Regions from separate parts of the Mus musculus genome. Here region 2 is linked to region 1. Evidence: chromatin contacts called from public Hi-C data. All regions are on one chromosome and are shown on one strand. The core of a region is the stretch at or near the end of the contact, and the rest is flanking DNA. Distances in the headings are between cores, read along the strand shown.

What was found. Hi-C and Micro-C count contacts between places; a contact is called where the count stands out from the background.
Region 2: a contact with region 1 is called in a Hi-C map of group 2 innate lymphoid cells, with 1.9 times the contacts expected there. The contact joins the enhancer-like site here to the promoter of Ccdc71l in region 1. A contact is called at or near these places in 1 of 39 promoter capture datasets (the 3T3-L1 cell line), 1 of 15 datasets of contacts at CTCF or cohesin (CD8 T cells), 7 of 484 Hi-C or Micro-C datasets (the HPC-5 cell line, the HPC-7 cell line, double positive thymocytes and 3 more), 4 of 115 datasets of contacts at active chromatin or transcription factors (CD8 T cells, bone marrow-derived macrophages and heart atrium) and 2 of 9 other capture datasets (adipose tissue and macrophages).

The regions. Positions count from the first base shown.
Region 1 is chr12:32,376,988-32,383,407 of GRCm38.p6, reverse strand. It overlaps Ccdc71l (coiled-coil domain containing 71 like), which reads right to left and starts at 4,619. Exons shown (of 1, transcript NM_001162903.1): 1 at 465-4,619. The coding sequence starts at 4,424. The coding sequence ends at 3,768.
Region 2 is chr12:32,479,615-32,485,987 of GRCm38.p6, reverse strand. It overlaps the pseudogene Gm17820. Among named protein-coding and RNA genes, the nearest start is that of Gm40375, 85 kb to the right of the region's middle. Within about 2 kb of position 4,282, at least 19 of the 459 cell types and tissues checked have an H3K27ac peak or open chromatin away from gene starts, as enhancers often do. A contact at or near this core is called in double positive thymocytes, group 2 innate lymphoid cells and megakaryocyte progenitors, where this site is marked.

The DNA of each region.
Region 1 (6,420 bases), core at 3,370-5,869:
CTCCACCTAGTGATAGGCATTTGGGAATGAGGTAATGCAGTCTACACAGGATGTAAATCTGCCCTTGTTGCAGGTTGCTGATCATTCCAGTCCTATAGACTGCAGTGAGAATTCTCCCCTGACCACCTTCTGTCAACAGTCTGTATTGTTGCCACTCATGGGGCACGTCCACAATATGAAGGAAAGAGAACTTAGACCTTTTATCATCACCCCAATGGTATTTAGGGGCCAGGACTCAGAAGCCCAAATTTGAATGCACCCTTTAAAGGTTATTGCAGGCAACTGGGTTTGGTTTGAAAAAACCATTCTAGATACTAAGGAACTGACAAGTCACAAGATCGAACACAAAACAAACCTTGAGACTTCCAGCTCAAGTTTGCAAAATTTTAAAATAAGATGGTTTCTGGTTCACATGCAAACAGTCTCATTTCGAAAACTTTCAGTATCATTAGAAAAGCCAGACATTATATGCTTAAAATTTATTTACAGTTAATAAGTTAAAAAGCAACACACAACCAAATTGTAAATCTCATTCATATGCACATTAAACTGTCCAGGGAAACACTTCAGTTCCATTACAAACAATTGCATTCTAATGCACTTAAGACATAACAGTTTATCAAAAAATAGCTGAACACACCAATAAGGGAAATGTTATGTATGTATGTTCATTAAAAATCACTGATTTAAAGAATACCATAACAACCCTTAAAACAACAAAAACCCTTAAGTTCAAAATTGTGATTTTTTTTGTATTCAAATATCTTAAAAGTTTTTTTTATAAAGTTTTTTGAAAAATAGTAGTATTATGTACACATGGCAAATCAATAGGTATGAGCTACCAGCTTAAGTTACACTTGTCCATAGAATACTGGAACAGACAAAATAAATAGGCACCACAACAGCAACACTGTACTATCAACACGGAAGCTTGCCCTCAGCTATCGCCAGGTCATTGGCTTAGCAAAGTAAAAGTAAGTTGCTGGGTGACAGGGAGGAGAATGAAAATGACATCAGGAGTCTAATAAGGTTACCTTGAGGTGCCAGTCACCACAAATAGGAACTCAAAAGTCAAGAACTAAACAAAAGCTCAGCGAGGTGGTGCATCCCCTCCCAGATGATCTCTCTACTTGTGCCATGAGAGATGACAGAGGGCAAAATAACAAATGGGACGTCTTTAAAACTACCCACAAATGAAGCTAGAGTTTCCTTCTAGTACAAAATCCAGATGCTTCATCGTAAAGGCCACAGTGTCAAGTTTCTTTCCACATCCTGTCCAAAGGTACCCAGGAAAAATTCCACTTTCTTATAATAGACTCATCAGCTACATTAGATGTGTCTTCATATGTTCAAAGCTGCAACATGGGTTTTGCTGCAGAAAAACTTGGCAAAATAAAGGTTATATTTTTGAGCCGTATCAAACTCCGCATTGGAAACCAAATCCAAACTTTAGTCAGTTGGAACGATAAGCCAAAGAAGCATTTATGCATACCATCAACTGCACTAAAGTACCAAGGCATGAGAGAAACAAATGTCAAAAATCTCAGTAAAAATAAATGCATGGTGTAACTGGTTACCTGTCCATTGTGGCCCCGAGGTAAATTTTACCCTCAGCCATGTCTAATTTCAGAATCTTCTGGGAAGTATCTAGATAAATCCCATGTTGAAATTACATTCTAATATGGCCATTGAATTTATTTCTTGTTATAAAACTATATACACGTGAAGTGGTACAAATGCATTTTCATCAGGTGCTAGTTAGCTATAAAAGTTAACAATATATTTTCTGGGAAGAAAATCCCATGTCTCTGAAATACATTTGGCAATGGAAGCTAATAACCAAACTGTCTTAGCTTCCCATGACACAGCTCTAACACTCTCCCTCTCATGGTGACCCACCTTTCATGTACTCAAGTAACAGTATTTGTAACAATGTATTATCAATGAGTGGTGAATAAAAGACCGAGGCTTGTGGGAAACTGGCATAAAGTCATATATGTATATATATATATATATGTGTGTGTGTGTGTGTGTGGTTTTTTACAAAACAAAAACACTAAAATTAAACTCACAGCTCTTTTCATGAACTATTAAAAACTTAAAATACTTAATTCAGAAAGCTATGCCGTTGAATTCTAGAAACACAAGAGTCAAAACTGCAACTGTCATTATTCTCAGAAACTGCCAAGCAGAGATAAACCTTAGTGCTGAGTGCTTAATAAGTTCCAGCCCTGTAGGAATGTCCCATGGCAGAACACTTAAATCTGAAATAACAGTGGTAGAAAAAACACTATTTGACCCTTTAGGTATTGCAGAAAAAGCTGGCTGTGGCACCACTGGCTAAAAACCCACCAAGTCTTGCCGCCACCAATGACCAAAGGCACTTGGATAATCAAGAACTCCACTCTGGGCCATATGGTATACACGCTATTATAAAAGTGGACAAGTACAAGAAGGGTCAGTACTGTGTGGCTCCATGTTTTGATTCCTGTGGCCTTCAGCTATCAAAGATTGCAAACACAATGATGAATGGGAAGAAGAGAAAAAGAAAACTCATAGGACAAACTGTCAACCAATTGTCATGGTTTTCAGAAATACAATGAGTATTAGCTTAGGCATTTCTTGTTATTCAACAACAAAGAATTAAGATCTACTTTTCTGCCAAATAACGTTGACCAGTTATATGGTACCAAGAAATGCCCCTGCCCCTCCCTATAGATCATTCACAATTCTGGGAATTCTAAAGGGTATTCTGTTTATCTGTTTATTCACAATGTCCACACGTATTGATCTCTCCTAAGCAACTTCCATCTTAATTCTCTTCCCATTAACAATCCTGAATATTATGTTACACCAGGAAGCGAGGTCAAACACCTCCAACTGGATTCCAGTCATTCTTGTAGCCAACATCTTCTTCAAAATTTATTCAATTTTTATCACAAGCCATGTGGTTCAAAACACTTCAATTTTATTCAATTTAAATGAATAGAGTAAGTCAACTTTTTCTTAAACAAAACTTTTAAAGAATATTCTACCATTTTACTTAGGAGCTCAGTAAATATAAACTTTCAATATAAAACTTTATATATAAACACCTTAACCTTTTATTTTAAAGTTGTACTTTGCATCTCTTGTTAATCACTGAGCTCATGAAATTCAAAGCCATACAAATCCTTACATTAACAGTCATAAGCTTGAAACTCTTAAAAGACGACCTTGATCAAAGCTTTGGAATCCAGTAAAAATTAGAAAACGAGTGGCCTTCAGAATACCCTGAGCGTACACCAGCACTTCACCAGGAAACATAGTCGATCTTCTGTCCAGAAAGTGGGGCTGACAGTCAAAAAGAAAACAGAAGGGGAATCAGGAGCAAGTAAAATTCTGGCTGTATTACACAAGCACGAAAACAAAATTCCTTTGGAGAAAAAAATTTGTAAGTCTTCGGAGGTCTTCCAGACCGGTGAGGTAGAGTCCGAGAGGGAGAAAACGCACGTGTCCCTCCAGGTTCTGGAGACGTCTCCATCCGGGTTGGGAAGCAAAGGGACTTCTGTCGCGGGTCCGGCCGTCCCGTCTGGCCGCGGGCGTGGGGGCCGCACCTGTCCCGATCCTGGACCGCGGCGCCGCACCGCATCCAGGGGCCTAGTTCGCGCATAAAGTGCACCAAAGGGGGCCGGTTCTGTAAACATTCGACTGACATTGACATAAGTCCGTTCCAGCGCGCGGAAGCTTCCCCGGGCGGCGGCCGGCAGGAGGCGCCGCAGCGCGCATCACAGCCGGTGCACCGGGAAGCGGCGCAGCCTCACCACCGGGTCCAGGTCCACTCGCAGCACTTGGCTCGCCCTGCGCCGCGCCACCGCCAGGCTGCGCTCGCCCCACACGTCGTCGCCGACGCGGATGGTCGGGAAGCTGGTCAGCGTCGGGGTGGCCGCCCTCCAGATCTCCTCCAGGGTGCGGCCCCCGAAGCTGGATGCGGGAGGCCCGGGCTCCGCGGCCGCAGCGGCGGGGCGCGGCCTACGGGTGTCCGCGGCAGCCCGAGCTCCACGGCGCCTCCTCCTGGGCGTTGCGCGCGGGCGCGGCCGGCGCGCGGGGCGGCTGTCGGGCGCCGGGGGGTCGGGCACCAGTGCCCGGCACGAGGAGTAGCCGTAGACGTCCTTGCTGCGCAGGATGTGCGGGGAGAACTGGTGCTTGAGGCTGCAGAGGAAGCTCCAGAGCTCCGCTTCCGAGCTCATGAACTCCGTGCTGCTGGGCATGAAGAGCTTGAAGGCGTCGCCCAGCGCCTCCGTGCTTCCGGCCAGCGACAGTTGCGACCGCGAGTACACCACCTTCTCCTCCAGCGCCTCCAGCCCGGCCCCTCCTTCCGCTCCGTAGCCGCCGCCCCAGGCAGCCCGGGGCCGGCGCCGCCGCCTCTTCACGCCGCGTCGCATCAGAGGCCGCTCGGGACCGCCCGCCGTCCCTGTCCGCGCCCGGCTCGGCGGCGCTCGCCTGTGCTGGCGCCTTCCGCCCGGCGCTGCTAGCCTGTGCTGGCGCCTTCCGCCCGGCGCCGCTCGCTACTTTTCTCGCCTCGCCGCCCCTCCCCCTCGGGGCGGAGGACGCGCTGGTTGTCCTGTGGCCGGGCTAAAGATGGCGGCAGCGGCGGGCGCCCACCCCGGGGCTTTGTCATTGGACGGCGCCCGCCCCCTCCCCTGGCTTCTCTTTCTTCTCTTCTCTTGCCTCCTTTCGCCCTCAGCCTTTCTTTAAATGGGCCCGCCTTAGTCCCCGCCTCCCACGGCCTCAGCTCCTCCCATTGGGTGCTCTCCGAGTGAGGGGCGGGGACTGATGGGGGAGAGGCCAGTTCGTGGAACATGGTGGCTGTGGTGGGTGATGGTGAGGCCCTGGAAGGCCAGTCAACCATTGGGTGGATCCATGAGGGTTGCCCTGTCAAGAGAAGGAAGTGGGTGGGTGTGAGTGCCATGTTTGGGGGTGTCGTGGGTGATTGTGTTCAGCTGTGGGTTGAGCTGGGGAAGTCTACCAGTCTGAATAATGAGAGAGAACCCCAAGACTTGATAGTATAACAGCTGAGAGAGTTGGGTATAAACTAGAAGGGATGGGCATTTCATGAATCCCTTCTAAAGTCTCAAATCCTGCTTTGGCATCTTCATATGCTTTGCCTCTCTTGACCCCATCTTTTAAGAAAACTAAAAGTTCAGGCATTGATGACAGCTTCCTTCTGGGCAATGGAACCATCTTGGCACATTTAGGAGGTACAGGTCACTGGGAAAGAAAAGAGTTAATACTGTATGAACTAAAAAGTCTGCTCAAGTTGGACAAACAGCAATGGCAGCAAAGCTGTTCTGCTGAAAGAAAACATTTTTTTTAAATCAGAGTGCTATTCCACATTTCAGTTGGTATTAAATTGCCATTCGCAGCACCATCTCTATCCTTGATGTAGTATTCCACGTAATCAATAAGATTCTTTGAGAAGAATACATCCTTAAGAATGAATCACCTTTTGTATTTGGGAAGACAGTAGTAGACATCCTTTTTGTCAATTCCTCTATTCACTCTCAACTCGCTGCCTATTCACATAATAGGCGTTGAATGCATACCAAATGGATGTATGAAATAGCACTGCCTGTTTGAAATGGAGTGCAGCACTGAAATTGCTTAGAACAAGGTAATTATATATTTTGCATTTATATTGCAATTTTCTTTGAAGTCCTTTAAACTTCATTATTCCCCTTGCTGGGGATAGAACCCAGAGCTTCACACATATGAAGACTGCACCCTACTAGTGATCTATACCCTCCAGCCCCTAAGATTTCTGTAAAATAAGGTTTTTTTTTTTTAAATCTATGTCCTGGTGCTAGAATTTTCTTCAGTAAGTATCTTATTTTGCAGCACACAATGAATGCAATGCCAAATTTTTGTGATCTGCATACAGTTAAAATAGTTCCTTTAAATATTTGAGCTGAGACACACCTGGTTCAGTCTTCTTGTCGCACAGATGAGGGCAGTTTAGACCCACAGGAGTTTATTAAGACAGCTTGCTAACAGCAGGGTTGCTGCTATAGAGCTTTATGTCCCTAATCTAGAGATCTTTATATTTCACTGCTGGTTCTTCCACACTGTGTTGTGCTAACTAAATAGAAATGCTTTATGCATGTTCAGTGGCATGACCAAAAGACATAGCTGTATACCCCTGATCGTACTTCTCACCCACAACTAGGAAATTTTAATCTGTCCTGTACTGGACACGGATAATATTTTGTTTGAACCATATAACATTTTATTTAGTTTTAATAAAAGCTAAAAAAAAAAAAAGAATAAAAGAGAGAAACTTGCTTTCCTATACTAAAGTGCACACTCTACACAGTAGGCTGATGGCAAAAATAAAAACGGTGACCATGAATCAGTTTTCCATGTACCAAAATGATGGCAGCC
Region 2 (6,373 bases), core at 3,033-5,532, 100 kb before region 1:
AGGGAAGAAAAGAACTATGTATATGCCCCTCCAACACACAAAATTAATAAATATGTTAGGAAATACTAACAGTATAAATCATTTGTTATATAAAGGAAGTTGTTGTAGTAAATATCCAACACAAATAAGCCCGGGCAATGAAAACACAACTCAATTAATATGAATGCATGCTATATAGTGCCTAGATTGGGCAGATCTACCATTACACTACCATCTTCCCCATAGAAGAGATCCCTTAGAACTTGCAGCTTCTCCAGGCCAGGTGCTTCTATTCCACTTTCCTTCTTCCTCCTCTGTCATTCTCACTTTCTCTCCTTCTCTTCCAAAACCTTCAGCTCCACCTTCCCCTCTTTCTCTGCCCAGCTCTAGCATTTATTTATAAATTAAGGTGGGAGCAGATTTACAGGAAATCATCTGAGTGCTGACTCATTCCTTCTTGGAAACCCCTCATGGGAAAACAGAATTAACATCAATTACAATTAGCCCCAGGACTATCCACAACAGGAAGTTATGACACTACGAACATAGTCTGAGTCTTTCTTCTTTTCTTCTTTCTTTCTCCTTTCTTCTTCTTTTTCTTCCTCCTTCTCTTCTTCCTCTTCCTCCTCCTCCTCCTTTTCCCACTGCTTCATCTCTTTGGGACTGAACCCAGGGCCTCACACATGCTAAGTGCATATACCCTGAACTCTACCTTCAGCCTTTAGTCCTTACTATTTTATCTTCTGTCCATGTTCCAGCAGACAAATACAATCTTCATGATTTCAGCATGGACCCTCTATTTTTCAGAATGCATGGCCAAGGATCCTCTGTGGCCTGTGGCAGCTTTATCATGAATCCTGGTTCCCGCTTTGCTCCTTACCACCCTAATATTTGAGTGTTACAGATAGAACTCAAGGCCATGAATGTGCTAAACTAGTAGAAATATCTCCTTAATATTGAATGAGGTACACTTACATTTAAAAACTATATTTAATTCTTTGCAGGGAGTTCAAGAACATAGTGTTTCCCTCAAATATTCATGGCCCTGGGTTCAAGCACCAGTACTAACACACAAACATACAGTTACACATACTCATTCATGTGATGGTTAATATCAGTTATATACTTCATATTATCTATAATTACCTGGAAGATGGCTTTCCATCTTGATTGGGTTAATTGAGATGGGATAATCTACCCTTAGGGATAGAGCACCCTAAGCTGTGGGTTCGATGTGACCAGCTGCTTTAAGCTCCTGCTCTCTTGATCCCTTCCCTTCAAAAATGGATGTGTGGTAGAACTATAAGCCAAAGGAACCCTCCCTTTTCTCAGCTATTTCATCACAGTGACAACAAAACTAATCGATCATTCATCATATCTATGTATATACATGTCTTATTCTCTGAAATTCACATTTAACTGAGAACCTTATATTTTACCTAGATACCTCATTTGTCTATTCCTGAAAAATTGCAATTTATTTCTGGGATCCCATGGTTTACTACATGTCTTTGTGACACTGAACACTATGTAGCTTCAGCCAGGATCCCATCACATATGCTCTAAGGGGAGTAGAAGGGTCATTTCCATTAAAGTGAGTGTCACTCAAGGTGCAGAAGTAACTATCTTTCTTTTTCAGTTCAGAGGAGTATCAGTACTTTGAACATGCTGGGCAAGTGCTTCTTGCAAGTGCACCAAGCCATACTCCCAACTCCAGGATCATCTCTGATGCTGTTATTGTACAATGGTAGGAAAGAAACCCTAGCATAGAGTTGTATTTCCAGAAATCCCATTATTTCTACTGAATGATATTACTTTGAGATGCAAATCATGGTGTTAGAAAGTCATCAGACTCGAAAGTAGCCCTGGGAACAGTGTTTAGCACCTAAGAGGCAGGTCTGTTTATGAGATCCATATGTATGTTTATAATATAGATATATAGAAGAGGTACATCTAAGAACCAGCTAGAAGGTTCTTTCTTTGTTTGTGGTTTGAGACAGGTTTTCATGTAGCCTAGTCTGTCCAGGAACTATTTAGCCATGGACGACCTTGAACTTCACATCTTCATTCCTCCACTTATTGCATGGTAAGATTAAGGTAAGCACCACCAAATCCAGCAGAGCTCTTTTGAAAACATGCTAGCTAGTTTGATATTATGTAGAAATAAGGGATATGATCACTGAAAATAAAGTAAGGGTTTGTAATAGAATGTCATTTGTGGGCAGTTGTAATGTTTACAATAGTAATAAACCACTATATACTGTACATTTGATCATTCTTATGGCATACAAGGCTCGTTAAAATAAATAAATAAAATAAATAAATTTAAAAATTCTAGGCTGGGCACGGCGGCTTCTGCCAGTTGTCCCAGCTACTTGGAAAACTGAGGTGGAGGGAAACCTGGGCAACTTGGTAAGAACCTGCCTCAAAAAAAAAAAAGTAGAAATCTTAACATGTAAAACATTTATAAAGCTACTATTGCTGTTGTATCAGTAGTAAGATGCACCCTACTTTAAATTATTTACTAATTTTTATCATAGAATTTATATGCTTTTTTACTATAAGCACTTACATACTCTGCATGTCGAATGATTTTATTAAACTGTTTATCATTAAAAAATATGTATATTAAAATGTGGCATAAGAACCAGACACACTAGACCATGACTTGAATCCCAGCACATGGTAGGCAGAGGCACTGGATCTCTGGGAAACTGAGGACAGCCTGGTCTATATGGAGAGTTTCAGGCCAGTCAGAATAATGTAGTGAGATTGCCTTAAAAAAAAAAAAGTGACATGAATGTTCTTGTTCCTATGAGGGGAGAGATTCAGAGACTTGAAATAAAAAGTTATGATAAAGTACTGATAAAATGTGCTAGAGTCCAGAGATACCATGATGGCCAGGGAGTGAGAACTATAACAGGAGGGGTAGGGGTTGTATGAGGAAAGTCTTTATTGCCCTGCTGGAACAGCCAGTTTGGGGCTGGGCAGGGATGGGATCAGTTGTACAGGTTAGAATGATTGTTATAGAAAAAGTGCAAGGGTGGGGTCAATTGTGAGCCTATTGGACCAACCCTGGGCAGAGATAGAGAAAGAAGAGATGCCTAGGAAATGCTGATACAGTAGAATCAACATTAGGCAATTACAAGTGAAGGAGTTGGCAAGGAAACAAGAGGGAATAATCAGAACTTCTAGCAACCAAATAGATAATGATGTTATATACTAAATGAAATTTTTAAAAAATGAGAAGACTAAATACATAAATAAATAAACCACTGAGGAGACTGTTTAATGTGAAGTTATTTGTGGGATGCATCAAACTTCATATTCTTATTCTACCCACCCCCTCTTCCTTTTCTTTCTCTTTCCAATTTTTGACTTTCCTGTTTCCTTCCTTCAACCCCAACCTTCCCTAGTTAACGGTTAATCTTTGTTTAAATATTGGGTCAAGCAATATTCCAGTCAGAATGGCCCTCATGATATGGCACTTCACTTCCTCCTCTCAGTGCAGGTTGAATCAGGCAGCATTTAGTGCCACAGCATTTGATACTCTATTCATATTCCCATAGCTACAATTTTTATAATTCATTCATAGGTACATTTCACCTACTGTGTTTTAATTTCTTTTCTATCTTTCATACACCTAGTATGTAGCACAATGCTTATTGGCATGTACTAAGCCACAATGATGGTTGAATGCATGTCTTCAGTGGGAGAAGGAAGACCTCTCTCTTAAATAGGGTGAAAGAGTTGGAGGGAATTGAAGGATGTGGCATTTAGTGACTGGGTGAGAATTTAAACTTATCTATCATTTAAGTTCTATATCTAATGTAAGTCATTTCTCAGGCAAAAATGGGTTGAGGAAACTGGTAAAGTATATTTTTTAAGTGGCAAAGTAGTAGAGATATGAAGGAGGTATTGTGAGAGGGAGACAGTAGATAAGCTGGGATATTTAAGAATCTTAAGTGGTCTTAAGTGGTCTGTAATGCAATGGTTATTTACTCCTTAGCTTAATGAACCCAGAAGTACTAAGGAGAAGGCTGACGGTGGGGTTAAGGTCTATAAGTAGATTCATCACATGACAAAGAGTGATGTATCGTGAGGTCTAGACTAGAATGGCAAAGGTGAAGGGAGCCACAAGGGAAAAAGTATGAGAGAAACTCAAATCAATGATGAAAGGTGAGAGTGGGAGCTGTTGGGGAAGAGAGTAGTGATCCAGAAGAGACCTGGGTGGTGGTGCTAGGGACCACCACTAGGTATGAGAGAAACTGAGGAGTAAGAGAGACACTGAGCTGCCTGAGTTCCTTTGAGAGAATAGGGTGTGATGTTGAGTGCAGTCACAGAAGAAGATCGCTCAAAGGAACCTGGAGGTTAAAACTGTGGGAACCCAAAGCTAGTTAACTTGGAAACTAAGCTGCACCAGGCAGTTGAAGTTTCCAGTAGTTGAGGAAGAGTAGGTAACAGAGTCTATCTAACTCCAAAATGATGAGTGGTATCCAGGGAATGAGTAGTTGGAGAGAAGACAGTATGGTCTTGTCTTTAAAAAAAAAAAACTTAAAAGTTAAAAGATAACTGAGATAGATATGAGCAGTTAACACCAAGAATTAGCAAAACTATTTTTAAAAAGCAACTTCCTGCCAACATCAAGGTCTAACTCTTTGTTGTCACAGAATTGTTGATGTCTCCACTGTGTTAGAAGTCTCCTGAATATTGGAATGTTACATCACGTTGATCTCCTTGATACATACAATTAACAACGCAAGCGTGATGACATCAGCAACGATCCCTGGCTTCTGTAGTCAGGTCAGCAGCTCATCATCCCTTACCTCCTGCAGAATTGCCAATTCTTTAAATCTACAACATCACATGGCTTAAAAAGTAGGTCGCATCATAACTCTTGGCTCAGAAACAATAAGAGGCCTTGGAACAGGAAAGAACTCATGATAAAAATCTTCCACTGAAACTTCTAAGAGTAACGAAGCCAAAAGAGAAAAAGCTAGCTGTAGTCTTTTTATCTTTAACCCATCCTCACTCAGCCTTTGTTACACTGTCCGTGCTCCTGCAGATGTACAATTTCCTCACATTGTTATCATCTAATAACAGAGATTTATAAAAGCAATATCTTGTACTATGTAGTATATTCTCAATCATGAAATGCTTCCAGATGGGTGTATTCTTTTTTATCTTCAAGAAGAAGTCCACAGTAGTAAGCACTTTTTAAAAATCACTTCAGACTCAGGGTATATTTCACTCCACACTAAAGTACCCACCCTCAGGCAAAGGTTGCCTCAACTGGTAGAGCAGCCAATGTGGTCCTCGATGTCACCACATTTTCTGTAGATTCCAATTCTTCTATCATCCAACTCTTTAGGCTCTCTCCATGGGATTCATACAGTTCATTCATGGGATTGATACAGTGGGCAGCCAATGTAGGCCAAGCAGGCGCCTCCCACCATGCTGAAAATGAAAAATGTCAAATTGACAGACAAAGGAAAGACCAGTCGGGGAAAGGGGAAGCAAATTGTTGCAACGTGGTTACTATGATAACAGACAGAAACACAAAGTATTTAATCACTCCATGGAGGGAGTAATTAACCAATGCTGATAGGCTTAAGCATCAGTTCAGCTTGACGTTGAAGAATAAGTGAATAATAAAAGCAGGACATTCTGAGAGGATGCACCTGGGCAAAAGTAAAAGCACGGGGAAAGGCATGCATCATTATAACCCTCCTCTCAGCTGTGTCTGTACCTGCTGGGATGGAGAGACACCTGGCACTCTTCCTTTGCAGACCTCTTACTGTTCCCAGCCCTATCCTGTTTCTAATCTGGTCATCTGCCTTATGATTTCATTGAGAAACCTAAACTACAGGGAAAAGAACTTGTAACATTGCTTCCTATTGCCCCAGCTTGTACCCCAGCTACAGCCATTCCCATGGACATTGCTTTGTCCATCATTAGTGGGGACAGACCTCTTATGTCTCAGCTCTTCCCTGGACAGGAGACAATCTTGCCTTTTCAGCAACTTTACTGCAAGCAATTCTGTCCCAAATCACCATCCTTATTACCCCACAAAAGTGTTGTCTCTCATTAAAAAAAAAAAAAGTCCTGCCTTGGTCTCAGTTCTACCTCCATCCCCATGTGTCTATCTTATTTTCTCAATTTCATGACCAATTTCCTTGAGAGCACTGTCCTACCCACAGTCTACAGGTCTCTTCTGCAAACCTCTGCTGACTACACTGTCATTGGGTTTCTCCACAGTGCTAATAAGCCTGATTCTGCCATGAGTGTATGAGCTTCCAACTGCATAATCCAACAGTCATTTTTTGGACCTAGTCACATCTGACCGAGCACAGGCATTTGGCATGTGCTCCCTCTTTGTAAAGCATGTTCTTCG